Linked DNA regions of Mus musculus: regions 1 and 2 are each linked to region 3. The links are chromatin contacts, called in public Hi-C and capture Hi-C maps. All regions are on one chromosome and are shown on one strand. The core of a region is the stretch at or near the end of the contact, and the rest is flanking DNA. Distances in the headings are between cores, read along the strand shown.

Region 1 (4,411 bases), core at 1,327-3,826, 87 kb after region 3:
TAAGGTGTTAGAGACATGTATAAGTGAAGTTCTATGTAGAACTACACACAACACATAGAGTACATATAAGAAAACTCATGCTGTGGAAACAACCCCTGAACCTTTATGACATTGGAGCCTCCACCCTTACTACTAAGTAACTCCAGTTTTCCTCTTCCTCCAACCTGCTTCCTCCCTAAGAAGTATATATATATGTGTGTGTGTGTGTGTGTGTGTGTGTGTGTGTGTGTGTGTGTGTACTTTTAAGAAGTATTTTCTTTCTGAATACATTCTCCTGCCTTGCTTCATTTCTGATCTCAAATGGCCTTCACTCTATTCTGCATTTATTTGAGCCATTTCATGATTTAAAGAAGTTAGATGTTCTAGAAGTTTAGTGGGAGCCACCGTGAATGCAACCTGCTGTCCTGCGACCTCTGCTGTGACACCAGCTCGTCTGGACTCTCCTCCTTCCAGGCACGAACTGTGTATCCAGAAGCTGCAAACATAGCAACTTCAGCAGAGCATAGGAAGGCATCCCGCCCCTTCCTGCAGAGCATAGGAAGGCATCCCGCCCCTTCCTGCTCATGGCCCATGGCTCTAAGTTGCAGGTGTTACTCTACTAACTGCCCAGGCCATTGGCTTTCTTCCAGTGTGCTCAAAAAAATTGTTCCTTTTGTTGTTGTTGTTAGAAAAGGAGTAATAGCATGCTCCGTTTTTAAAAGAAAAAAGTATAAAAGAGAAATATTACTTTAAAATATATATAAATATATTTCTTGTCTCCTTCCTTCTATCCTCCATCCCTCCTTCCCTCCCTCCTTCCCTCCCTCCCTTCCTTCCTTCTTTCCTTCCTTCCTTCCTTTTCTCAACCAGTTTCCCCTCCCTCCTCTTCCCCCATTTTCTCCCCCATACCTTCCCTCTGCCCCACCCCTGCCCCCATCCACTCCTCCCCAGTTTCTCTTCAGAAACAGAGCCTACCTAGAACTTACTTAGGCCCTCTGCGTGTGTGTTATAGTTACGTAGCTCTGTCTTTTCCTGGGACTCCTAACAGTGGGAGCGAGGGCTGTCTCAGGCTCTTTTCTTTCCTCTTGTTGTGTTGCCTTGTCCAGCCTTAGCATAGGGGGAAGTGCCTGGTCTTACTGCGGCTTAACATGGCACGGTTGACTGAAATTTTACTTTTTTTACATTCAAGAAGTTCCTGAGACTAAAATGAGAAAAGAAATTCAGAACTCTCATGTCTCCTTTCACTTTCAATCTCAGAAATGAAATAGAATCACCCCTCGACTAAGGCGAAATTCACCCTCAGCTTGGAAGCCCTTTCGTTGCTCTTCTGGGTTACAAGCCAGGAAGATTTGGTGTTTTGAGATAAAAGCTTGCAGATCCCAGGTGGATCTCAAACCTGCTTTGTAGTCCTGGATCACCGTGAGCTTCTGATTCTCCTGCCTCCGCCTCTGGATGCTGGGATCACCGGCATGCAACACCACATCTGTATATGCAATATGGAGGACTGAAGGCAGGGCTTTGTGTGTGCCTGGCAAGCAAACTGTTAACCAAGTTACACCCCCAGGCCTGGGGACAGTCAGTCTTGCTTTCACAGTAATGGGACAGACAAGTGTGGGGAAAGCTTAGCAATTGAGGGCCCCTCTTAACTTGAGCTACATACACACATCTTTACCAACAATGCACTTAGCAATTTAAAACCCCCACGTGTGTCAAGCAGCACACACACACACACACACACACACACACACACACACACACACACATACACACACAGAGAGACCAAAACAAAGCACTCAGGACACTTTGACCTATAGTGCTTGCTGACACCCAAAAACTCCCCTTTTTATAGCCAAACACTTCCTGAAGCATCCTGGAATAGGGTGCGTAGGTTACTCTAGCCTGGGCTAGTTTTGGACACATGCACAGTAAAGAAAACTATGTCTTGTGAATGAACTTTTAGGGAAAATCGAATTATCATTGCTATGCTATTGTCAGTGACTACCCCAAGAGCCAAGCAACTGTCACCTTGGAGAGCTCAGCTCTGCCCTCTTGTCAAAGGATAATCCTAGCCGGAGTTAGCCATTTACACCCTCTCATGGAGGGGTGGGGAGGGTCACCAGACCCTCATCTGAGTATCTAACTGCTCCCAACCACCTATTGTACACAATTCCACCTTAATTGCTTGTGGCTTCTGGAAGGGACTGTAGAGTATACAGTCAGGGAATGGGATAGTGGGGGTTAGAGGACTCTGTCTATGTGGCTCCAGGGAAGCCCTCATTCCTGCAGGATAAAAGCTTTCCATGTCTTTCCTGTGGCAGGGAAGAACACTCACCTCCCCCCGCAGTTAACTCACAGAGCAAACTTTGGAAAAATTGTACCTCTGTCACTAGGACCTTACAAGGAGGGATTTATGTCATTTGTGTTTCTCCCTGGGAAAGAACTCTAGCAGCATTTTCCTATGCATGGTTGTGCAAGAATATTATTAAAATAAGATGCATCATGGAGGAAAGACCGTTTCAGTGAACAAAGGTCACCATAACTGAAGCCTGTCAATCAAGACAGAAGACCACGCATATTCAGTGCCTAGCAAGCAACGCCTGGACCCACAAAGAGGAAGCTCTGGCCAGGATCCAGAGCTCCTGAGGAAGTCTTGGTGCTTTCTTGCAGAGAATCTTGCCTAGGTTCTTGTTTGCTTCCAAATAAAAACCCTTGCTATTGTGCACACACACTTTTTGTGTGTTTCTTCAGTTCTTTGAATGGGACCCCAAGAATCTAGAAATATCTGGTCTAAACAGAGACCACCAGTAAAACAGTAGAAGTGCTCCAAGTTCTGTAAGGCAGTAAATTTAAAAAGGAAAAGAATAAGAAAAAAGAAAAACAGGAAAAAAATGAGAAAAGTTTTAAAAGACACCTGTTTTCTCTTTTAGGGAATAAGTTTCTTTTTAACTTATCAAAAGCACCCCAGTAACCAAGCCTTCGAGGATCCAGTGTTCCCTCAACAGTTGCTTTTAATCTGCCTGTACCTTTGTGGCATAAGGGCATCTCATTATTATTATTATTATTATTATTATTATTATTATTATTATTATTAAACTTTTTACAGTCATTACATTATTACCCCTCCTCCCAGTCCACCCTCTGACTGTTTCTCATCCCATATCTCCTCTCCCATCTCCAAGGGGATGTCCCCAGCCCCCCACCCCCACCCCACCAGACCTCTTCACTCCGCGGGGCCTCAAGCCTCTCCAGGGGTTAGGTGCTTCTTCTCCCACTGAGGCCAGACCCGGCAGTCCTCTGCTGTATATGTGTTGGGGGCCTCATATCAGCTGGTTGTATGCTGCCTGGTTGGTCACTCAGTGTCTGAGAGATCTCAGGGGTCCAGGTTAGTTGAGACTGCTAGTCTTCCTATGGGGTCGCCCTCAGCATCTCAATTTGAAGAAGAATTTCTTATGCACCTGGGGCAAACTGGAGGCAAACTGGAAAGAGCAAAACAAAGACAGTATGGGCTCAAGGGAAAAGAAACTACACAGAGGCTGTGAAGTTCTTTCTCAGACCCTTGAAGATCTGCAGCCTTTCCATCACTCTCTTTTTCCCATACATCTCCTTTACCTGCCAATCAAGTCAGGAGCAAAGATGAAAAGTGCTCTCTCCTTGCAATCCTTGATGTTAATGTTTTAACGTACTAAATATGTTCTATGATCTTTTCCCCATACATCTCTGCTTGCACAATGCTGACATTCTTCCCCTAATCACCAGCTTAGGACATTTGGTAGCACGAGTGACAGGAACATTTTAAATTCATGGGAAACACAAAACTCCCTTTGTGGGCATTGGTTTCAGCTGCCGCCTCGGGTAACAAAAGTTGAGCTAAGTTTTCCTTCTCCTTTCCTTAGCCATTGAGTCTCTGGCCAAGGTGCTATCGAGTAGCCTGGTGACCTGCAGGCCAAGGGAGAGAGGAGATGAATAGGCAAGCCAATGCACCAGCTGGAGAGTGGGACCGGATCACAGGAGACTGCTGCCTTTCCAAAGCAGACCAGCATTGGGCTCAAGGGCAGCCCTGCTTCCAAAGCTGGAGGCCCAGAGATCCACCTGTGCCTGGGTGGCAACAGGAGATGGCGACCATCACCTCACCCATTCTAATCTAAATGGAGCACAGGAAGAAGTCTGTGCTCCGTGTCTTCAGGACCTGGATTTAAGACCAACTAGCCTGGAACATTCCTCCCTTATGCTCAGAGGTCGGTCAGTCAGCCTCACTCAGATCCTTCTGGAGTCAGAGGCACCATTCCACAGTGAGCACATGTTAGCCTGTGTCAGACTCTGGGTTGCATCCCCAGCTCCTCAATTAAAACTACGCCAAACAAATAAACAAACAAACAAACAAACAGACAGGCAGACAACTCACCCAAATCTTGTGTGTGCACCTGAAGGAATT
Region 2 (3,892 bases), core at 557-3,056, 110 kb after region 3:
GTCTCGGCTTGTGGCAACAGCTGCTAACTTACCAACAGCAACTTTTTGTGAAGAAAAGCCTAAACTCCTTGTTAAAAATGTTAAGCTATAATTCCATATCAGAGCCTATTGCTTTGCTTGAAGAAAGTCAGAGTTTCATTCAGTGCAAACCAAAGAAAAGCAAAGGCGTGAATTCAGGACAAACTGTAATCTCACTCTTTGAGTCTAAGGAGCCCCAAGCAGCTATAAAAGGGAGTCTTAGATTTGAATTAGAAGCATCTTTAAGACGTTTTAAAAGTGAACACAAAAGCTTCAGTCTGATAGATTTTTCTAGCTTACAGTGTGAATGTCTTGGGTCACAAGTGAGCTCTGATTGGCAATGGGAACGGGAACTATCCCCACATGATCTGTTGTACAGATGAACCCCAATATTTTTTAGTTTTGTTTTCCCTCTCTCTCTTTTAATGACTTATTTATTTTCATTTTATGTTTGTGCATTTTGTCTGTATGTGTGTGTGTGTGTGTGTATGTGTGTGTGTGTGTGTGTGTGTGTGTGTGTGTGTGTGTGTGTGTGTGTGTGTGTGTGATACATGCATGCTTTGTGCCTAAGGAGGCCAGGGTTGAAAATTCAGAGCAAAATTGGAGTGTTGGAATACATCTCATCATCATTACTTCCTCCCCTCTCCTCTCCTCTCCTCTCCTCTCCTCTCCTCTCCTCTCCTCTCCTCTCCTCTCCTCTCCTCTCCTCTCCTCTCCTCTCCTCTCCTCTCCTCTCCTCTCCTCTCCTCTCCTCTCCTCTCCTCTCCTCTCTTCCCCTCCCCTCCCCTCCCCTCCCCTGTCCTCCCCTCCCCTGTCCTCCCCTCCCCTGTCCTCCCCTCCCCTGTCCTCCCCTGTCCTCCCCTGTCCTCCCCTCCCCTCCCCTCCCCTGTCCTCCCCTTTCCTCCCCTTTCCTCTCCTTTCCTCTCCTTTCCTCTCCTTTCCTCTCCTTTCCTTTCCTTTCTTTTTTTTTTTTTTTTTTTTTTTTTTTTTTTCTTTCCGATAGGCTCTAAGGATGCTGGCACAATTAGGCCTCAACTCCTGGGTTCGAATGATTCTCCCACCACAGCCTTCTGAGTAACTGAGACCACAGACATGAGCCGCCTGCCACACATCACACGGTTCCCTATTTAACAACAGATTTGGAGTTTTAACCTGTTCTCAAGCTAACTAGCAATATGTGTGACAATATTCTCAAGTGATGCTGAGCAGTAGCAGTCAGCCAGGAGAGGAAACTGCCTATACCATGGCCAGCATATTAGATGTATCCAAGGTGTTTTCACGCTTAGGACATGTTTAGTTTATACTATGTTTATCGGGCTATATCAGAGGGTTTGAAGCTGCTTTTCCTAAAAGGCCTGCAGGATGTGCTACCTTAAACCTTGGGACACAGGCTGGGCTATAGCTCAGTTAGTCAAGTGCGTGCCCAGTGTACAGAAAACTTTCCATTCCTTTCCCAGCCCTGCATAAGCTTAGCATGGTGGTTCATACCTAGCATTCCAGGGATCCCGGAAGTAAAAGCTGGAGGACCGGAAGTTCAAAGTCAGCCTTTGCCGCATGAACCCGAGACCAGCCTGAGCTACAGAAGACACTATCAAGGAAAAAAAAATTAGTAAACAAAACCAAATTACTGTTCAGCTCTGCACATCAGGAGTTTACTATGTCTGAGTGTTCACCTGGAACTGATAATCCTCTTCCTTCAAGGCTGAAGTCATAAGCAACAGGTCACCAGCTTCCATCTTGCCTAACGTCCGGTTGTAAACCACCCAAACAAAGGCTAGATGTTTCTAGTCAATGCCTTAAACCTCAAAGAGGAACAAGTCATTGCTGTAATAGTGTTCTTTTCCCTTCCAGGCATGCTCACCCTCTGAGTCATTCTCTCTTGCATGCACACCTGGGACCTCAGAAACAACAGATCTGATCAAGAAGTGTCTTCTAGCAGTTATCAAAACTAACCTACAAACAGCACTAAATTGAACATGGTGGACAGAGAGAAAGATGAGAGATAGTCCTACAAAGACTATTAGACCACACATGCTTCCAGCCAGCACCTAGCTTTCCTTCTTCCCCTATATGATGCAAGCACCGTTACCAGCACCTCAAGGACAGAACGGAAGATATTGGTCTCTATTTCCTTTCCCAGCATAGCTGGGTTAAATTAAATTCCTTGACTTCACCAAAATTTCTTCTGAAGTGGGTGAAGGATCATGGTCTGTTAGAACACACACACATACACACACACACACACACACACACACACACACACACACACACACACACACCTGGCTCTGGTCTTGGACTCTGGTACACTAAGTCAAAGGCCATTGTACATTGAACAGCATCTTCAGTGACCATTTTGAAGTTGAAGCCCTCCCAGCCTCAGATTGTAAAGCTAATGTTTAAAATCAATTAGCTATAAACCAGGAGTGGTGGCATATGCACATATAGCTAGCACTTAGAAAGCTGTGGCAAGTTTGAGGCCAACTTGTGCACATAGCAGGATTCTGTTTTGAAAGCAAATGAGACTAGAATTTGATAATGATAAACTTTGACTTTCCATCTTGTGGGAGGACCAAGGATGGAAGTATGAGGTAAGAGGTGATGGAGTCACATGACGAATCCTGGGAAATCTGACTCCAGAGACCAGCATTAGAATGTAGATGATCTGAGTTTCTTGCTCAGTCCATAAGCATATATACAGAATTTGAATCAATCTGAAGCCCCTAAATCCTTGGCCAATCGTATGAGCCAATCCCAAGCCTCCAAACCCTTGGCCAATTGTATCTCGCCATCCAATGAAAGCCCTGCCTAATGAGACAACTCATAAGGTATGGGGGAGCATCCTCACCTGTGAGGACTTCTATGAGGATCAGGGAAGCGGTCGCTGCCCTATCCTTGGTTCATTTTTGCTGTCTCACTAGAGTGCCAGGAACCATCTTAGATCTAATGCCATGTGCTGCAGATCAGGACTCTTGGAGGAGTCACAGAGCCTAATGTGCCTTACTCTCCAGCCACTTTTTCCATCACAAGGCTGCCTTCCATGTCCCTCACACCATCTAGATAAATCTTGTCTATAGTCACTCCTATTTTGATCCAAAATAATCATTGTTATTTCTTATAAAATTACCCAAGTTTCATTTAGCTTGTCATGATTATAGAGAGACAGCAAAATAATTGCTATATATGTATTTTTTAAAAAATTATTTTTAGTTTCTTTGTACTGTTTTGCCTGTGTGTATGCGTATCACATGAATACCTAGTGCTCACAGGAGTTAGAAGAGGTCATTAGATGCCCTGGAAGTGGAGTTATAGATAATAATGAACTGCCATCTGGGTGCTGTGAGTTGAACCTAGGTTCTCTGAAGAACAGCAAGTGATCTTAACCACTAAGCCATCTCTCAACCACTATGTATCTCATAATCTCTTAATGTGATATATAGTATCATTCAATGTATCTTAAAATACATTGGTAGTGCGCTACAGGCTTTATGATATTATGTTGCCCAAATGTCAGGTTTTACAGATTAAAAAAAAATGTGTGCAAGGGTGTGAGTGTGTGCAAATGTGTGCATGTGTGTACTCCTGTGAGTGTGCGTGTGTGTGTGTTTGTGTGTGCTGTTTGAATGGTCTCTAGTGCCACTACACAGGTATGAATGGAGATCAGAGAACAACGTTTTGGGAAGTGGTTCTCTCCTTTCAAGTTTGCCTGGGTTCTGAAGATCAAACTCAGTTTGCCAGGTTTTCATTGAAAGCACTTTTACCCACTAGCCCCAAACATAGTTGTTGTTTAAAATTCAAAACAAAGCAAAACCAAAACCTGTCAGTGCATGAAAACATCGTGAGGAACCTGTTACTTTGTATTCTAAAGATTAAAGAA
Region 3 (3,864 bases), core at 61-2,560:
TCTGCAGTTACTTCATTGTCTTACTGGTGAATCACAGAACTCATAAACCCCACAAAATTTAGGTGGATACTCTGTCACATTTAAAGCCCTCCCGTACCTGTTTTGAGTTGGGGGCCTGCACATTCATGTTCACTGTCAAGTGGACTTTCTGACATCTGTTGTGAGCTCAGTGTGATGGTCAGGAGGAATCTGGGGGCTCTTTATTCATTGATTTGAAGATTGACTCTTGGACCGAAGGCTAGAGAAACTGTGTGTATGTGTTCAGGGTCTTCTGTGTAATATTTACTAGGTGTTTACCCTCCTGGGTACTGCAGATATAACAGCGATTAAGATAGATTTGATGGCTTCACATAGAGAAAACGCTTAGGTTGGAGAGCAAAATTTGGTACATTGATGATAGGTGTGGTGGCTTCTGTCATCACGCATATTGAAGAATTGACACATTCTCCTCTTACTGGTGAGGAAACAGAATGATAAGATGAAATGATATGTGTTGTAGCACACAGGAAGTGATTTAATTTAGTTGCTTTGTTTTAATTTTGTTCTTTTGTTCTTGAGAAATAGTCTCATGTACCTGCCCTGGTCCCAGTCTCCTTATGTAGCTGAAGTTGGCACTGGTCCTCTTGTCTCCACCTCCCAAGTGCCGAGATAACAGTCATGTGCCACCACACCCAGATTAATCTCAGTTTTGACTGTAACTGCTCTTAGCAGCCTTTTTCTACAAGACAGGTAGCTAGATTTAATGCTAAGGAGAATCACACGGATGGATTGAGACAACAGTGTGTGTGTATGTGTGTGTGTGTGTGTGTGTGTGTGTGTGTGTGTGTGTGTGTGTGTGTGTGTGTGTGTGTGTATGAGTGTGTGGGTGTGTTATAGAACAAACTATACTATCCTGAGAAATCAGGAATCTGTGCCTCTGAGGATTTTCAAAACCAGGGCCTGGAGGCCAGGCCGAGGGCTTGCTGGTTAAGCAGGGAAACTAGAGTTTGCATTCCAGTACCTGCATAAAAACCTGGGCTATCACTCACACCCCCAGAGTAAAGACAGAAGGATTGCACAGCTGCCAGACTCATTGCCATTCATGAGCTCCAGGTTCACTGAGAAGCCCTATCTCAGAGGAACAAGGAAGAGACCAACAGAGCAGGACACTGAGTGCCCTCCCCTGGCCTGCACGTGTTCACGTGTAACTAGAGAGTGAATGTAGGGCCTTTCACATACCAGACAGGCACTCTGCTACAGAACGGTATCTCCCAGCTTTGCCCACTGTCCCTCAGCTCTGGTGCAGCATCAGTTTTAGGGAACACATCGACTCAAAGCCACAGATTTTGTAAAGAGACACTCCCTATGTTAGTCAGCTTCCCGTTGCTGACAAGACAGTTGAATGATCAACTTAAAAAGAGGAAGGAATTATATTTGACTGACTGTCGTGTCAGAAGTTTCAGTCTATGATAGTTGGGTCATGCTGCATTTGAGCCTATGGTGAGGTGGAATATCACGGCAGCAGTGAGTTACAGAGCATAGCTATCACAGCCAGGAAACAGAGACCTGAGGCAGTGTCCCAATATTTCTTCAATGTTATTCCCAATGACGTACCTTCTTGCTAGTAGGCCTGTCCTCCTATAGATTCTACACCTTCTAGGAGTGCTATAGCCTGGAAACCAGACCTTTACATTTGGGCCTTTGGGTATGTTTAAAACTTGCTGGTGCTGTGTTTTAGAAGGGTCTATGGAGATGCTGGGGAAGACATCGGCCACTGTAGAGCTATATGGAGCACTGTGCATTGGTTCGACTCCATCCTTCTATCTCCACAAGGAAGAGGTTAAGGGTTCTGGTCTACTCTAGTCTCAGCGCATAGTAGACCGTCAGTGCATATTTGTTCAATAAACAGAGCTAGTCTCCCTATTACCAGAGGCTGAGAACCTTTTTTTTTGTCACCTCAGTGATTTGTCAATGACCAGTGGACTTAGCCTGACTCCTTCAGAAATTGATGAAACTCTCAGTGTTTGGTAGGTCCAGACTGGCATGGAGAAAAGGCTCATTGATAAGGGATGAGACCTAATTTTAGAAGTAGAATAAAAAGGTGACCTATGTCAACTTGGATTCATGCCTACGTCTGAAGATTTACCATAAGGGATTAAAATGTCATGGAAGCCAATAAGAGAGATATAAGACCATGATAAGTGAACATTTACTGAACAACGTCCAGAGAATAAAAATGAAGGGAAATTCATGGTTTACAACCACCAGCTTCCTAGAAGAACATACACATTTGTCCAGTTCTCTGTTTTCCCAGTTTTCTTTTGCAGAGGAAGGTGACACAGGGGCTGGGCTCAGCTCTGAGCAGAGACAGGAGGATCATTTTCACTAACACATAGCGACAAAGAACCTTCAAATATTCAACAGCAGGGAGGGAAAGACTGTCAGTTCTGACTTCTCAGGGATGTGAGGCCTTTACTTCTCATTGCTTCGCCTTTCAATAACTGAGCAAGATAGGTTGTACATCCCTAATTTATAAGTTTAAAAGGTAAGGCTGGTGGAGTACCACGACCTTGGCCCATGTGACTGAGGTATTAGGCCCATGTTTATAGGAAGAGAACGGGCCAATACTCGGATCTGTCTACTCTAAAGCACACCTGTTGCATTTCATGTTGAAAAAAAATGCATGCTTTATGTCCATTGCGATGAGTTAGCTCTTTGCACTTTCTCTTTCTGAAGTCTTACCGGGTTTGTATTTGCTTGTGAGAGATGAGACAAGTGGCCATTGTACACAGCCAAACTGCTGTTCAGGGTGTCAATGAAATTGACATTTGTGGTTCTCATTCACAGTGACTCACTGCATTTGGGGCCATGTAACAATGGGCTCCGCTCACATACTTGCCTTATTTCAAATCAGTTGAAATGTTTATCCTCTATTCTCTGTTTATTCGTTTTAAAGATGATAAAACATGTGCGCGCATGCGCACCTGTGATGTGTGTGTGTGTGTGTGTGTGTGTGTGTGTGTGTGTGTGTGGTGTGTGTGTGTGTGTATAGAGGGTGTGCATGTGTGTTTAATGCTCTTCTTCTTGCTTCTTTTCAGACCCCCGTCAGAGGATGAAGGAATGGATATCCACTTCGAGGAGGGAGTGCTGAGTCCCAGTGCCGCAGACATGAGGCCCGGTGAGAGAAACGTCTGCTCATTTTACTCATGGCCTGCTCCGCGCAGACATTATTATTCAGTGAGAGGACCACATCCCGTGCATCTGCTTGTGATGTCAGTGACAAAAGTAAAGAGAGGGAGAAAATGTGTGAGAGAAAGGTGTCAGGCCTGGGTTGGTTAATTTAAGAGCTGACTTAAACATCTGTGTGCTCACAGTTATATGAGCCACAGCGTGTGATCTCCTGGGCCTGTCCTTATCTGCCTGTAATTGGCTGCCATTTATTACCAACTTACAGACTATGCCTATATTCAGTAACAGATATATAATTATATGGGTGATTAATATGGGAAATAGTTTAACAAGAATGCTCTGTGTCCTAACTGTAAAAAGCCAAACTGGAGCTGAAGGTGTATCTGTTATCTGTTCATCTAGCATTCACAGAGCCCAGTTTGAAACTCAGCATCACACACACACACCATCACCACCACCACCACTACCACCACCACCACCACCACTACCACCACCACCACCAACACCACCACCACCACCACCACCACCACTACCACCACCACCAACACCAACACCCAAAATTTTACTTTATAAGGGTTTAAATTCAAGGAAAAAATGAATTATAAACAAATAGGAGTTCTAACCTCTCACTTCTAACCTACATGGTTCTCACTTTATAGTAACGTCTCTCCCTTGTACTGCACTAAGGCCAAAGTC

What was found. A called contact is a pair of places that touch in the nucleus more often than the background predicts. Capture Hi-C pulls out chosen DNA fragments and counts their contacts.
Region 1: a capture Hi-C map of bone marrow-derived macrophages shows a contact between it and region 3, with 4 times the contacts expected there. A contact is called at or near these places in 18 of 484 Hi-C or Micro-C datasets (B cells, CD4 T cells, CD8 T cells and 12 more), 7 of 130 datasets of targeted methods (CD8 T cells, Th17 cells, bone marrow-derived dendritic cells and 4 more) and 1 of 9 other capture datasets (bone marrow-derived macrophages).
Region 2: a Hi-C map of granulocyte-monocyte progenitors shows a contact between it and region 3, with 2.8 times the contacts expected there. A contact is called at or near these places in 1 of 39 promoter capture datasets (the 3T3-L1 cell line), 19 of 484 Hi-C or Micro-C datasets (CD8 T cells, the HPC-5 cell line, Th1 cells and 13 more), 9 of 130 datasets of targeted methods (CD8 T cells, Th17 cells, bone marrow-derived dendritic cells and 5 more) and 1 of 9 other capture datasets (bone marrow-derived macrophages).

Annotation. Positions count from the first base shown.
Region 1 is chr19:17,250,490-17,254,900 of GRCm38.p6, forward strand. No RefSeq gene overlaps it. Among named protein-coding and RNA genes, the nearest start is that of Gcnt1, 100 kb to the right of the region's middle.
Region 2 is chr19:17,276,760-17,280,651 of GRCm38.p6, forward strand. No RefSeq gene overlaps it. Among named protein-coding and RNA genes, the nearest start is that of Gcnt1, 78 kb to the right of the region's middle.
Region 3 is chr19:17,165,186-17,169,049 of GRCm38.p6, forward strand. Prune2 (prune homolog 2) reads left to right here. Exons shown (of 20, transcript NM_181348.4): 10 at 3,078-3,157. Among named protein-coding and RNA genes, the nearest start is that of Gcnt1, 190 kb to the right of the region's middle.